3 separate regions of the Danio rerio genome follow, and all the other regions are linked to region 1. A link is a contact called in public Hi-C and HiChIP or PLAC-seq data. All regions are on one chromosome and are shown on one strand. The core of a region is the stretch at or near the end of the contact, and the rest is flanking DNA. Distances in the headings are between cores, read along the strand shown. Region 1 overlaps neo1a (neogenin 1a). Region 2 overlaps LOC110439947 (a long non-coding RNA gene). Region 3 holds the start of neo1a (neogenin 1a).

What was found. A called contact is a pair of places that touch in the nucleus more often than the background predicts. HiChIP or PLAC-seq counts read pairs in DNA pulled down with a chosen protein or histone mark.
Region 2: a contact with region 1 is called in a Hi-C map of embryo, with 3 times the contacts expected there. The contact joins two enhancer-like sites. A contact is called at or near these places in 5 of 18 Hi-C or Micro-C datasets (caudal fin, embryo, skeletal muscle and 1 more) and 1 of 4 datasets of contacts at active chromatin or transcription factors (caudal fin).
Region 3: a contact with region 1 is called in an H3K4me3 HiChIP or PLAC-seq map of embryo, with 6 times the contacts expected there. The contact joins the promoter of neo1a here to the enhancer-like site in region 1. A contact is called at or near these places in 4 of 18 Hi-C or Micro-C datasets (caudal fin, embryo, fibroblasts and 1 more) and 2 of 4 datasets of contacts at active chromatin or transcription factors (caudal fin and embryo).

What each region holds. Positions count from the first base shown.
Region 1 is chr7:69,030,273-69,035,211 of GRCz12tu, forward strand. It overlaps neo1a (neogenin 1a), which reads left to right. Exons shown (of 29, transcript NM_173218.2): 22 at 215-277; 23 at 1,766-1,904; 24 at 2,023-2,258; 25 at 2,815-2,907. Among named protein-coding and RNA genes, the nearest start is that of rps17, 21 kb to the right of the region's middle. Within about 2 kb of position 2,694, at least 3 of the 62 cell types and tissues checked have an H3K27ac peak or open chromatin away from gene starts, as enhancers often do.
Region 2 is chr7:68,648,104-68,653,042 of GRCz12tu, forward strand. LOC110439947 (a long non-coding RNA gene) reads left to right here. Exons shown (of 3, transcript XR_002459297.3): 2 at 1,928-2,226; 3 at 2,339-2,532. Among named protein-coding and RNA genes, the nearest start is that of chrna7a, 27 kb to the left of the region's middle. Within about 2 kb of position 2,093, at least 3 of the 62 cell types and tissues checked have an H3K27ac peak or open chromatin away from gene starts, as enhancers often do.
Region 3 is chr7:68,706,216-68,711,154 of GRCz12tu, forward strand. neo1a (neogenin 1a) reads left to right here and starts at 2,932. Exons shown (of 29, transcript NM_173218.2): 1 at 2,932-3,405. The coding sequence starts at 3,333.

The DNA.
Region 1 (4,939 bases), core at 1,444-3,943:
CTACACCTCATACTACTAACAGTCTTTTCCAAGCACGTTTTTGGTTTAAAAGATGAGTGCCACGCTTTTCTCTAAAGGACAGCTGCTGGTTTATATGTGTAAATTGCTTGTTATTTTTGTAATAACTGGAACATTTTTCTTGGTGTAAACTTTACTTGAGAATTGGAGATTCCAATGTGCCACTTTCCAATTATTTTTATCTGACCTCTCGTAGCTCCAGGCATATCTGTGAAACAAGGAAGACCTTCTGCACCAGATAACGGCTTTGGATCACCTGGTAATTGCTGTTTTTTCTTCTTCTTATTTTTTTTTATACACCCTGCAAATATCTTGCTGTGTATCAGAAAAACAACCAAAAACACACCATAGTACTGTTCTTTAAATTACATAGTGATTCTATTACAACCAGTGCCCTTGTAGTGTCTCAAAGACCTAGCACCAACCTGCCAGTGCTATAAAAACTGCCCAGTAGTCCCTACCAAAAGTAGCTATGTTTCAACCCAAAGATGTGAGTTAAATTTATGCACAGAACTGGAATATCACATGAGTTACTCTCAAATCAGTTGAAGAGAAAAAAAATGGTGCAAAATATTTTTTAAAATGGTTTTGCTGCAGTAGGATCTGCCAATTTAGGCCTTTTTTCCTTAAGTTATCAATTACTTGCTCCTCATAGGACGTAACACAATGAACAAGAGGTGGCTTTTGTAGGTGCGAGACCTGGTATGTCAATTAATGGCATCCTATTTTTGTAACCTTCAGGTTACAGTCTGACTATCAAACCCAGGGGTCACCAATCTCAGTCTTGGAGGGCCGGTGTCCCTGCAGAGTTTAGCTCAAACTTCCTAAGACACCCTTCTGGAAGTTTCATGTAAACCTAGTCAGACCTTGATTATCTTGTTAAGGGGTGTTTGATTAGGTTTGGAGCTAAAATCTGCAGGACCTCCAGGAACAAGTTTGGTGACCCCGGGTCCAACCATTGGGCTGTAATAACAATCTAGAAATCTCTTCATAACACACCTAACCAGTTCCTTCCAACACTTGAGCAATATATCAGCAACTTATTAATACTCCAATAAACACCTTGCAACATCTCAGCAGTAACATATGATCCACCCCTATATATATATATATATATATATATATATATATATATATATATATATATATATATATATATATATATATATATATATATATTTCAACTACCCACAACTATCAACCCTTGAACAACACCTTACCAACAACGAATCAAGACCCTAGCAGTGTTTTGTAACCACCTTGCAATGCTCTAAACAAAACAAGTAGAGTCCATCCTAGCCCCACTGTTCACCAAGCAAACGCTGTAAAACTATTTTCTGTAGTCCCTGAAAATAAGTCCAATATCAAGCAACACCTTCCTTATCCTAGCAGCACTCTACCTGTGAATGAACCCAACCCTACACCTCATGAATTAAGATGAATAGCAACAACCACCAACTTGCCCCCAGCAACCATTGCATTAAACTAACAACACCTTTATACGAACATAGTAAACACTTAGCAGTGTCTTGCAATCATTTAGCACAACTGGCATTTAGCAAAACTGTTGCCATGCTTCAGCTACATATTATGACCTAGCCACATAGCAGCACTTCACCAACACCTTCTGTTTTTGTCCGAATGTTTTGACATTCAAAACTTTCATGCAAAAACTTGAAAGGCCAACATTCAAAGTTTGACTTTTCCCCCATATAAACATTCTGACCATAGATTTTCCATGTTTCAGGGAAACCAGACATGTCTGGCACTGGTGATAACCACATCCTGGTTATTGTCATCATTGTGTCCGTGGGTGCTTTTACCATCATCGTGGTGGTGGTGGGCGCCTTCCTTTGTACACGTCGTACCACAACACAACAGAAAAAGTAAGTTCCTCACAGTGTTCCAGTTCAAATCTCACATTTACGATCAGTCTTAGTCCTCAGTCCTGGCATAAATGTGTTAGCCACGAGCTTTCCTCAAACCATTTGATATGATCTCCAGGAAAAGGGCCGCCTGCAAGTCCGCCAATGGATCCCACAAGTATAAGGGCAACTCCAAAGATCTCAAACCACCAGACCTCTGGATCCACCATGAACGTTTGGAGCTAAAGCCCATAGACAAATCACCCGAACCCAATCCAGTCATGACCGACACACCAATCCCCAGGACCTCCCAAGACATCACGCCGGTGGACGGCTCCATGGATCCTATGCTCCAGAGACGCAACTCTTACCGTGGTAAGAACACTGATTTGAAGACCCCATGAAATAAATAAAGTAGTTTAACAGACCAGACCCCTCACTTTCTATAGTAAAACGCAATAAATTGGTTTTGCTGTACTATGATGCTAACATAAGGCTATTTTAGATTTAGGATTTTGATATGCCCAACCCCATCATTGGGTTTCAATAAGATCACAAGAAATGTGAAGCTAATTCATGGGATCTTTAAACCATTTCACCTACTACATCATCCATAACATCATTCCAGCTGCTGCTTCTGAAGGACGCTTCCAAGTCATGTTTACTATTGTCTGTGATTGGCATGTTTCTTGCTTAAATGGAAAGATGTGCAGCCTTGTTTCCTTTGTTTTCGTGGCATGAATGGTGAATATCCATCTGCTGCTCCCCTGTGCTACAGCTCTGATGTGTGCGTTTACACTGCCCTCTAGTTGACAAACAGTAGAATCCTACTGCAGTTCTTGGCAACTGACATTGGGAAAGCTTATATTGGGAGCCTGTTGGGTGGGTAAGTCTGTCTGAGTCTGATTGGTGGTCGCTGTCTGATTTGCAGGCCATGAATCAGAGGACAGCATGTCTACACTGGCAGGCCGTCGGGGGATGAGACCTAAAATGATGATGCCCTTTGATGCACAACCCCCTCAGCGTAAGTGTGTGATCCGGGGACCAGACACCCTCAATTTGGCCTTTTTTTCTTTTCTGTAGGACTTTCCTGAAGAACCACAGTACTGTAGAGTTTCACTCCAACCCTCATCTAACACACCTGAACAAGCGAGTTAGATTGTAAAGTCACAGTGAAATATATATATATATATATGTGTGTATGTATATATATATATATATATATATATATATTTTTTTTTTTTTTTTTAGGAGATAGTTAGTATCAGTATGTTAGTCTTAAGAATATATATAGTTTTGAGTGCTCCAAAACAGTGACAAAATTCACTTTTAGAAGATATAAACATCCTAACGGCCTAAATTATTCAATTTGATTTTGTTGACATCTCCTTATACTTCAGTTTCTCATCAAATCTCGTTACCAATCAAATGCTCTTTAGTTTCTGACATGTTCTGCCTCTTCAAAACGCTTCTCTTTTGCTTTTTTTTTTGATGCACTTATGCTCAATCACTCATTGGCAGAGCTGTGATAAAAACGAGATTTTATTGGCTGTTTTTAACAAAAGGGAGGAGCTACTTCGTGTTTCGGATGAAATTACACATCAAAGCAAAATACAAATTTCAAATCACTTCAAAGGGCCTTCAAGGATTACTAGAAAGCTACAGATAGGTGATATTTGATTAAGGTTGGATCAAAACTCTGGAGAACTGTGGTTGTCCACCCTTATGTTGTGATGTTAATCATTGTATGTTCTTTAGAGTAACCTCGAAATGGGTTCCCTGAGTTCATTATTGTAGTAGTAGTCCAAAACAATACTCTACCCAAGTACAGAAATGCAAATGGCTCTAACCTAACAATTAATCGCTTTGCAAGAGTGAATATCTCAGCTAATTCTTAAAGTCGTACATTTATAGTTGTACATCTAAATGATAACATGTACGAGTACTAGTAATGGAAAAAGTACAGACACCCTAATAATATATTACTCTAGTTGAAGTATAAAGTCCTCATTTTCAATATTACTTGAGTCAAAGCTGCAGATAAGTGTAATTTGATTGTGTTTGGATCAAACCTCTGCAGAACTGTGTTTGTCCACCCTTATGTTGGGATGTTAATCATTTAATGTTCTTTAGAGTAACCTCAAAATGGGTTCCCTGAGTCCATTATTGTAGTTGTAGTGGAAAAACATACTCTACCCAAGTACAGAAATGCAAACGGTAAATGTCACACATTTATAGTTATACATGTAAATAATAACATCCCCTTGAGTACTCGTTGTGGTACACAAATCAGGCACTGGAGTGAAAGGACAGATAATAAAACCCTAATAAAATATTACTCTAGTTGAAGTATTAAGTCCTCAATTTCAATATTACTTGTGTCAAAGTACAAAAGTATTTGATTTTTAAATACAAGTGAAAACGTGAAACTACGTTTACATGCTGAACCCCAGTTTGTAAAACCAGTGAATCGATTACCAGAGACACACTGAACTGTTCATTTAATTTTTGAATCGTTTACCAGAGACTCACTTTCAATAAGTCATTTGAATAAAGCCAGATTTATACTTCTGCATCAAGCGCACGCGTATGCTCATTGCATAGTCCTCGCCGCGGCTAACACTGATGCGCACCTCTCAAAAAATGTAACTGCACGTCACAGCAACGCATATAGCAAGCTCTGTGATTGGTCGGCTTGGACTCGGTGATGAGTGTGGGCGGTGCTGAGAGCCACAAACCTGATGGAACGAGTGTTTACAAGTGTTGAGTCCCGTGAAGCAGCTCTAGAACTCTATACTTCTGTTTTGTGTTTCCCCTAAAGTTGTTCCATGTCCGCCGGAATGAGCGAGTTTTAGCTACTTGCACATTAAGGTAGCTTTCAGAAAAAACAAAACACCCACAAAGAAAGTCGACACAGTGAACATAACCTACTACCAGCTAGCATTTCGGAAGTATTTTTGCAGAGTATGCGCAAGGTAGGCACCGTCGGTCACGGCGATCACTCAACGCAAAAGTATAAACCAACTTTTAGTGAGTCTTTTACCATAGATTGAATG
Region 2 (4,939 bases), core at 843-3,342, 380 kb before region 1:
ACAGCCGGCCCTACACTGTAATAGCTCCCTAAGCGGTCATTGCATTGTTATAAATACTTGGCTAGAGCGACCGGGCAATGCAATTACTGTGTTTAAGAGAGCCTATGGACAAGTAACAAATGCCCTTAAAACATAATTGCATTGCTAGGGGTTGCTTTCTGGTCAGGTCTGAAATTATGCCTCTTTGGATCGATTTCATTCAAACAGGCATAATTTGAATTAAGGTTGTCAGACTAGGAGACAGTTGCAGATAAAGCAGATGAAAAATTTAGTGATTTACTCTGGTCTGATTGTTGTTGGAGCTGGAAGCTATGATGTTTACCCTGGAGCAGCTTTTAAAACAAAACTTTTTTGCAGTCAAACATTAGCGATGGAAAAAGAAGGAACAAAATATTCATGCAGCTGACCTTATTGCATATCTAAGAATAAAGATTTTAAAATGGTATACATGTACACATTTATTGGCACCAACAGTTCCATGAAGAACCTTTCAACTCCCAAACATTTCATGCCAAAAAAGTTTTTTTAAAGTGGAAAAAGATCTTCATCAGACCGTTCTTCATCAGAACACAAATAATGATACTTCCGATGGTCTTTCATCCTCTATAGACAGCAAGCTTCCTTAGAAATTCAAGGTACAGAAAAGAAACCATTAACACTGTCAATTCCATATGACTTTAGTGGTGCAACTGTAATTAAACGAAGCTCCAAGAACACATTTAAGTGCCAAAAACAAAACTGTAAAACTATTTTGATTGCCTATATATATTCTTCTGCAAAAGGCTTGGTACATTTTTACTATGGTTACTACATTGTATTGCAATTAGAGTCAGCAGGCCAACATGCAAGCATCCCATTGCCCATAGTAAACAGACATAGAGGATAAGAGAGCTCTTGGATTTCATCTAAAATTTTTAATATTTTAGTAATTAATAAAATTTAAATTTTTGGGTGAACTAAGCATTTAAAAACTTTTTTTCTGGAAACTTAAATGTGACCCAGGACTACAAAACAAGTCATAACAGGTGTCAGTTTTATATTTATATATATATATATATATATATATATATATATATATATATATATATATATATATATATATATATATATATATATATATATATATATATATATATATATATATATATATATATATATATATATTGAGATTATGCATCTCATTGCCATGGAGATCTATGCATTATGAAAGTTGAATAAATAATCTTTCCATTCGTGTATGGTTTGTTAGTAAAGTACTATATTTGGTCGAGATTTATATTTAAATATCTGAGGGTGCAAAAATATCATCATTGGCTCATTCTGAAAACGTAGCCCTATATACATTTTTAGACATCGCAAATTATGTAGCCAGAATTTCGTATGGCTGCATTTCAAATACATGCTCACCCGGCAGCACTGTATTCTGCCAAAGACCAAATATACAAACATTAGGACATACAGTTTAACTTCAGACTTTTTCAAATGTTCCGAATTATGTTCAACAGAGCAAGAGAATTTTCACAATCTTCTCTATAATAATTTTTCTTCTGGAGAAAATCTTACTTGTTTTACTTTACCTAGAATAAAAGTAGTTTTTAATTTTTTTTAAAACCATTTTATGGTCAAAATTATTAGCCCTCTTAACCATATTCTTTTCTATTGTCTACAGAACAAACCATCATTATACAGTGAGTTTCCTAATTAACCTGGTTAAGACTTTAAATGTCACTTTAGGCTGAATACTAGTATCTTGACAAATATCTAAAATATTATGTACTGTCATCATGGCTAAGGTTAAAGAAATCAGTTATTAGAAATGAGTTATTAAAACTATTATGTTAAGAAACATGTTTAAAAATGCATATTGTTATTGTCTAAATAATACCACCACTAAAAGGCTGTTTTCTCTTTCATAAATGTGTTTCAGAGAGACACATTGGATGAGCAACAGGGTTCCAGCCTCCTCTTGAGGACTGGCAGCATTAGTGGAGAGGGTTCTGACCCCTGGCTGAAAGAACGAGGGCATCACCTAACAGACGCACTTCAGGTGTTGGGAAACACAGGGAGCTGAAGCGGCAGATGGGGAGGACATGACCTGAGACTGCTGGGACAGCTGGAAGCCTCACACCCCCTCCAGCCCACACACCTGTTACTTATTATGTTCAATACATCACACTTGCCCTAAGGCCCACCTTAACACAGACTCAAGTATTACTCAAGCAGTCGGTGAGTGAGCAGGATAATATTGCTGGAGTACAGGAGAATTAGTCATGAACAGGTATTGTGTTGGCTGTTGATATACTGTACCTCTTTAACTATGATATTATGTTTTTTTCAGGGCTATTTGGGTGATTTTGGCGACGCAGTTGCGCAGTATGTAGTGCTGTTATCTCACAGCAAGAAGGTTGCTGGTTCGAACCTCGGCTGGATCAGTTAGCGTTTCTGTGTGGAGTTTGCATGTTCTCCCTGCGTTCGCGTGGGTTTTCTCCGAGTGCTCCGGTTTCCCCCACAGTCCAAAGACATGTGGTACAGGTGAGTTGGTTAGGCTAAATTGTTCGTAGTGTATGTGTGTGAATGAGTGTTTATAGATGTTTCCCAGAGATGGGTTGTAGCTGGAAGGGCATCTGCTGCGTAAAACAAGTGCTGGACAAGTTGGCGGTTCATTCCGATGTGGCAACCCCGGATTATTAAAGGGACTAAGCCTAAAAGAAAATGAATGAATGAATTTGGGTGATTTCTATTATCATTAATTTTATGCAAGCTACTTCCAAACTGTTAAACATTACAGATTATTTGTTACTGTTATTTAAAAGTAACCCCTTACCATACAATGTTAATGTTTAGGAATTGTAATGTTACATTACTATGCTGTTTCTTCTGAGTTAGTTTCGCTAAAATAACTACAAAAGAAGAACTTGGAAACAATGTGTTGTGATGATTCCGAAGCCGGTTGATTTATCTGCATTGCTTTATTAATGGTACTGATATTGCAATCAGACAACAAATGGGCGATCCAAAGGCAGGTCAATAGACAGGGTGTTATGATCACCAGCTATCTAGTGGATCTAAGATGCAGATTGCTTAAGCTCTGCAAATCCGCCAGTCTATGGACCACAAGATTTAGTCATGCACCGCTCACATGCACCTGTTCCCCATTTAGTAGAATACACATGCTGGGAGCTGCTTATGAACTGATTTCAAGGACCATTTACCATTTGCTTAGTCTTGTAAGCAGTATTGTGAACGTTACGATGTGTTTTCCCTGCCTTGTTTTGCCATGTTAGACCCTTGCCTTGCTTTGTTTATGTACATTGTCTGCTGCCTGCCTTCTGACCACTCGCCTGTTATTTGACTACGACTCTGGACTCGGAACTCTGTGTACATCTGTTTGCCCCTGTGTTGACCGTTGCTTGCCTGACCATTCTTTGCATCATTCATTCATTTTCTTGTCGGCTTAGTCCTTTTATTAAACCGGGGTCGCCACAGTGGAATGAACCACCAACTTATCCAGCAAGTTTTTACGCAGCGGATGCCCTTCCAGCCGCAACCCATCTCTGGGAAACATCCACACACACATTCACACAAACACTCATACACTACTGAAAATTTAGCCTATCCAATTCATCTGTACCACATGTCTTTGGACTGTGGGGGAAACCCAGCACCCGGAGGAAACCCACGCGAAGCCAGGGAGAACATGCAAACTCCACACAGAAACGTTAACTGAGCCGAGGTTCGCACCAGCGACCCAGCAACCTTCTTGCTGTGAGGCGACAGCACTACCAACTGCGCCACTGCCTCGCCCATTTCTTTGCATCATACATCTGCATTTGTATCCGCACTTCTTTGTCAGCATCCACCTTGAATTACACAGGCAAACTTCAGGGCAGGCAGAGAACAATCACAGTCCATATAAACAAACAAGAGGTCAAAACCCAGGAGGGTCAAAACACGGGTAAAGCAAAACACTTTGGAAAAACCCTTGGTAATGACTGCAGGGCAAATCAAGACTTCACACTGAACTACACAGAACATGGGGCTTATATGGGGAGTTCAAATTAGCACCTGCTACTGCAATTAGTCCTAGGCGAAGAGGTCTATGGTAAATGGAGTCCCAATAAACCCAACTAAAATTTCCTCTAGTGGTAATCAAGGGACGAAACTAGAGCTTCATCTACAACTCTATCTATCTGTCTGTCTGTCTGTCCGTCCATCCGTCTGTCCGTCCGTCCGTCTACAAAAGCACCATTCAATTTTACTTAATATACTTGAGATTTAAAGATAATACTGATGAAAACACATTGAATGGAAGTCCTAGTCTGTTTTGTATTAATACAATAAAATCAGTGAAAAATCAGTGAGCCACAACAACTTGTATGAGAATAATGAAGTGTGCACCATCATGTTCAAGTATACAGTACTGTATTTTGCTGCAGCCTGGAGATCTCCAAGTGGGAAGGACTTACACCACTAGTTTGGCTTGTGAAAGTGGGTGAAACCACTCACATTTCGCTGTTTTCCAAAAATCTCCCGTAGAAAAATGTAGTAGATATAACTGCCATTTTCTGAAACGTCCATCTAACAAAACGACAGAAGCTTTTTAAATCAAAGTTTCATCACAAGGCCAAGGCAACCATTCAAAACAGCTGAGCGACCCACAAGATGAAAAACATTTACTTATTCAAGATAAACATAATTTCTGACATGATTTCATGTGTCTTGATGGGTATAAAGACTATGGCTGCATTCAAAAATTGCATACTTCCATACTATATAGTATGCCTAAAACAATATGCGAGCCAGTAGTATGTCCAAACTCATAGAATTCAAAAAACACTATGCGAGAAGTACCCGAATGACCTATGACATGATCTGGTGAGATTTTAAGGTGCACATCAGATGCATGCTTCGCTATCCCACGATGCACTGCAAGAGAATT
Region 3 (4,939 bases), core at 1,682-4,181, 320 kb before region 1:
TCTATGCATTTTTAAAAAGAGCACAATTGAACAGGGAACTCCCTGGCAATATTGTTTATATCAGGGGTGCTCAATTCTGTTCTTGGAGATCTACCTTCCTACAGATTTCAGTTGCAACCCATATCAAACACACCTGCCTGTAATTATCACGTGGTGTTCAGGTCCTAATTAATTGGTTCAGGTGTGTTTGATATGGGTAGCAACTGAAATCTGCAGGAAGGTAGATCTCCAGGAACAGGATTGAGCACCCCTGGTTTATATGATTTAAAACTGCTTTAAACAAATTATTAAACTTATAGAAATTGCAGTTAGTGATACTTCATTGACATACATTTCACTTGTTGGTGATATATTTAAATGCAGATCATCAGAAATCACTCTCTAACGCCTAACAAGCTACATCTTAAATCATTAATGTTGCCAAATCTTACTATAAAAACATAAGAACAAGCAGACATTAATTCAATGCAAATCTTTGTAAGAAATAACCAAAACACAAATCTAAATATTGCAACCAGCGTTTGAGACCATGATTGCTTAAAAGACTGGTGTTGTTTATAAAAAGAGGACATGGCAACACTTCAGAGGCGTGCTCTGATGCAGCCTTCCAAACTATAATGATGCCTATTCTGACTGTAGTTTAGTTAAAGGCGCAGAAGAAAATAACTACTTTGGTCAAAACTAGCAGATATACCAAATGTTCATTCAATGCAATTTCAGAAGTCGTGTTCTGTGCACATTTAAATGAGGAAACTCACTCCCATCCCGAGTGTTGTGTGTGATCAGTTACAAAGAACTATAGTTACTGTAATTAGATTACTTTTCTGCTGAAAAAATTAAGTATTTTAACGACAAAATATCTAATTGTTCCATATAAATCAATTCGGAGAATCAGAGCAATTGTATTTTTAGTTGGAATAATTACATTTTTTAACTAAAGATCATTAAATGTGTCAGAACATTGCACAGTAAAAACTGTCTGTATATAGTGCATGAAATATAATGTGATTAATCAGAAACATCATCATTTTTATTTGCCTTTAGCTTAGTCCATGCTTTATCAGAAGACACCACATACAGTTGAAATGAACTGCCAACTACTCAGGTATATATTTTACCAGCAGATGACATTTTAGTTGCAACACAGCACTGAGAGTATAAGCATAAGAACTGGGAAACACTCACGCACTATATATGGCTAGTTTAGTTCATCCAATTTACCTAGCGCATGTCTTTGGACTGAGGGAAATTTGAGCACCCATAGGTGTTCTACGCAGACATGGGAAGAGCATGCATACTCCACACAGAAAGGCCTCCTGGTCCAGTCTGAACTCGAACAAGCAACCTTCTTGCTGTGAGGCGGCAATGCTAACCACTTAGCCACCTTGCTACATTTATTTTGGTACATATTTTGTTTAAAGTGTTAATAAAAATTTTTTAAATGTCCTGTTTAACACAAACTTAAAGAATTTTAAGAGTTTATTTTAATTGTCTATATGCATTGTGAATTACGTTAACTTTTAGTATTGAGTCAAGGAGGTAAATAGTAATTGTAATTGGAAAAAGTAATTGAAAAACAATTTTAATGAAGTAATTGGTAATTAGACTACTTTTAAAAAGTAACCTAACCAACATTAGTAATCACTCGTGAAAAATATTCCTGTTTGCATTGTATATGTGATCTTGTATGTAGGGGTGGATTTAGAGATTTAAGAGCCCTCAGCAAATTCAGCCATGGGGCCCAAGTCCTGAGGTGCTCCCCTTGTACTTATATTTAACTTTTATTTATTTTGTTTATTTTTAAATATATCACTTAACCCTTTTCTAGGTTTTATCTTAATGCATTCTCTACATTTTAAATTATTTGTTTCCTTAAAATGAATTTACAACTAAAAATAATTTTGTAAATTTGACTGCTGGACTGCTCCATGACTTGGGGTGGTGGATATTTTGTTTTATAATATTATCATTACATAACGATACATTATTATAATAAATAATATTACATTTTATCGCATATTAAATAATATTTGTGTTCAAATTTTATTAGCTTGACTCTCACTATACAAAATATGATAGAAAACGATGTTATATATTGTTTATAGATCATTTATACTTCTAGATATTTATTGGGGTCCCCCAGATTTTCTGGGACCCTAAGCGGCCACTTACCTCGCTTATTGGTTAAATTCACCCCTGCTTGTATGTTATGTGGTGAGTAAAATAGTAGCAAATTTGCACTTTGGGGTGACCCATGCAGTTTAATTTAAAACCAATAATAAAAATTATTTCTTGATTTTAGGCAGGGCAGTGGGTAGCGCTGTCACCTCACAGCAAGAAGGTTGCTGGTTTGAGCCCCGGCTGGGTCAGTTGGCATTTCTGCGTGAAATTTGTGTGTTCTCCCCGCGTTTGCCCGGGATTCCTCCAGGTGCTCCGGTTTCCCCCACAAGTTCAAAGATGTGGTATGGGTGAATTGGGTAAGCTAAATTGTTCATATTGTATATGTGTGATAATGAGAGTGTATGAGTGTCTCCCGAGGGATGGGTTACGGCTGGAAAGGCATCTACTGCGTAAAACATATGCTGGATAAGTTGGCGGTTCATTCCGCTGTGGCGACCCCAGATTAATAAAGGGATTAAGCCAAAAAGAGAACGAATGAATGAACGATTTTCTTGATTTTAGCCCCATAAATGTAAAGTTTACAATATAAGTGATTTTTATAACCACTACCGTACCCTATATATAAGAGGGTATGATAGTGGTAACAAATCACTTTTAACAATAATATAATTATAAATCTATCTAAAAAAAAAAAAAAGACTTCAAATTGTTGTCTAGAAAAAAACATTTTTAACGCCATTTCAGGCTTTTGTGGTTGCCAAGTAAGGTGAATCCCGATCTCTTTGAAATCCACTTCCGGCTTTCCCAGGTTCCGATCTGAATTCCTACTGCTCTCTTTCTCTCTCAGTGAGATCAGTGAAAAATATCTCCAACCGTCCGGACTGACTCTCTCTCTCTCTCTTCACCTTTACACATTATGTCTGCGCTGACGCCTCGCATTTCGCTACACTCCAGCTCGGCGTTGGTCTAATCTCGGAAATATGGATTGACTTTGATTTTTCTCGGTCGCCTGTTGAAGTTTCAAAGCGCATTTCTGCGACTGGTCGTGTGTCTCTGCTCAACGAGCTTCATGTTTCCTTCGGCAACTTTCGGAAGTAACTCGTTCCGGATGTGTTCACACTGTTGAACTGCTCCGTGCGCACGATCAGAGGGATTTTAAATAAGGATTGATTCCGTGGCTTTTCACACTTCTTTTATTCGTGTTTAAAGTGATGGCGGAGCGGGGAGCCCGGCTGCTCCTCTCTCTTTTCTGCCTCACGATCACAGTTTCACATGCTGAAAAAGGTAAGAATGGGATTGAAGAGCATTCAAACTTTCTGCGGCGCAGCCCGCTCCCTGTTGTTCCCAAGAGTGTGAAATATGTGTAAATATGTGCAGGAACGAGTGTGTGTGACTAACATTTTAATCTCAACTAACTTTGAAAATCAATGGTATTTATCCAGTTCATTGAACACGTACTGCTGACAGCCCCATTAATCAAAACATTACGTCTAATCCAGCCGTGGTCTTCATATTTGCTCTGAAAATCTAATTTATGGAAAATGTATGATCTGCATTAACACCTTAACATGTCCACCTGAATAGAAAATCTCATTATTATTAACAAATGAGTCACCAAACTGGCTTGATGGAAAACAGCGTAAATGATTGTTCATTTTAGGCTAATAACCTAATTTCTATTGGGCTTAAAGAGTGTTTCTTTTGCATCATACTACACATAAGAAGTTTATATTAGGATTTTAAACATTGTTGTACAGTGCAGATATGCTAGAAGTTGAATTTGTTTTTCAATGCATGCTTGAAAAAAAAAATTAAAAAGGGCATTTGGGAAGAATATGTACACTTTTTATTGGTCTTGATGCAGTTCTGCATTGAAAAGTGAAATTAAATTACTTTCATCAGCTTGAAACCTAAAAGAAAACACACCTGAGATAAAAAGTGTCTAAAGGTAATGCAGAATGCCCTCAAATTGTATATTTATACAGACTTTTAAAGCCTGCACAAAGTGTTTTCAATTTAATAAAAGAAATGATGAATTTAAGCACATTTATGAATAATAAAAACATACTCCGACATGAGAACGATTGTGATTGTTACATTTTAGTTACACTGCATTAGACTTGCCTTTGATTCAGGAACTGAGCTGGGTCAGAGCTACCATTTTTTATTTTAGGGCTGTTCATGTGTCATTTCATTACATTCTGGCACAGAATATTGAGCTGCAAAAAGAGCAGCCTTAACAAAGCTGTGTAAATATGCCATTTTTGAGAGTATAAATTGCAATCAATCAATCTTTTGTTTGTTCTTTATTACTATTCATTCATAGTGATTATTATAAAGCTCTTGCTAAATGTGCACGATGCATCATTTAACTCTCCGTCCAACATGTTTTCACTACAGTATGGATAGGTGTGCTTGTTTATTAAGATCACGTAGGGTGAGAGCAGGCCGTGGTGGAGTTTGCGGCTGGGCTGTCTTGCGTGCGGAGGCTGATGAAAGCTGCTCTGCTGCATGAAAAGCAATGTGCTGTGGTAAAAAATCACAGGCTTTGCTGGAGATCAGTACAAAAGAGAGGAATGGGGGGCTGGGTGGAATGGGCAGACTCTGTCTGGAAAGTAATAAAACCAGGAGATTAAGGGGGGGGAACAGGGAGTTCCTTTGGGAGTTTTGATTGATTCCAGAGAATTGGACCTACATGCGGAGAGTGAGTTTCATGTTACTAATTGTGGGGTCCCCACTCTGAAAATATGTGTTTATTTAAAACACATTTTTTTTGAGGTTCCGAAGCTCACAAATGTAAACCATAAGCAGTTTCGAA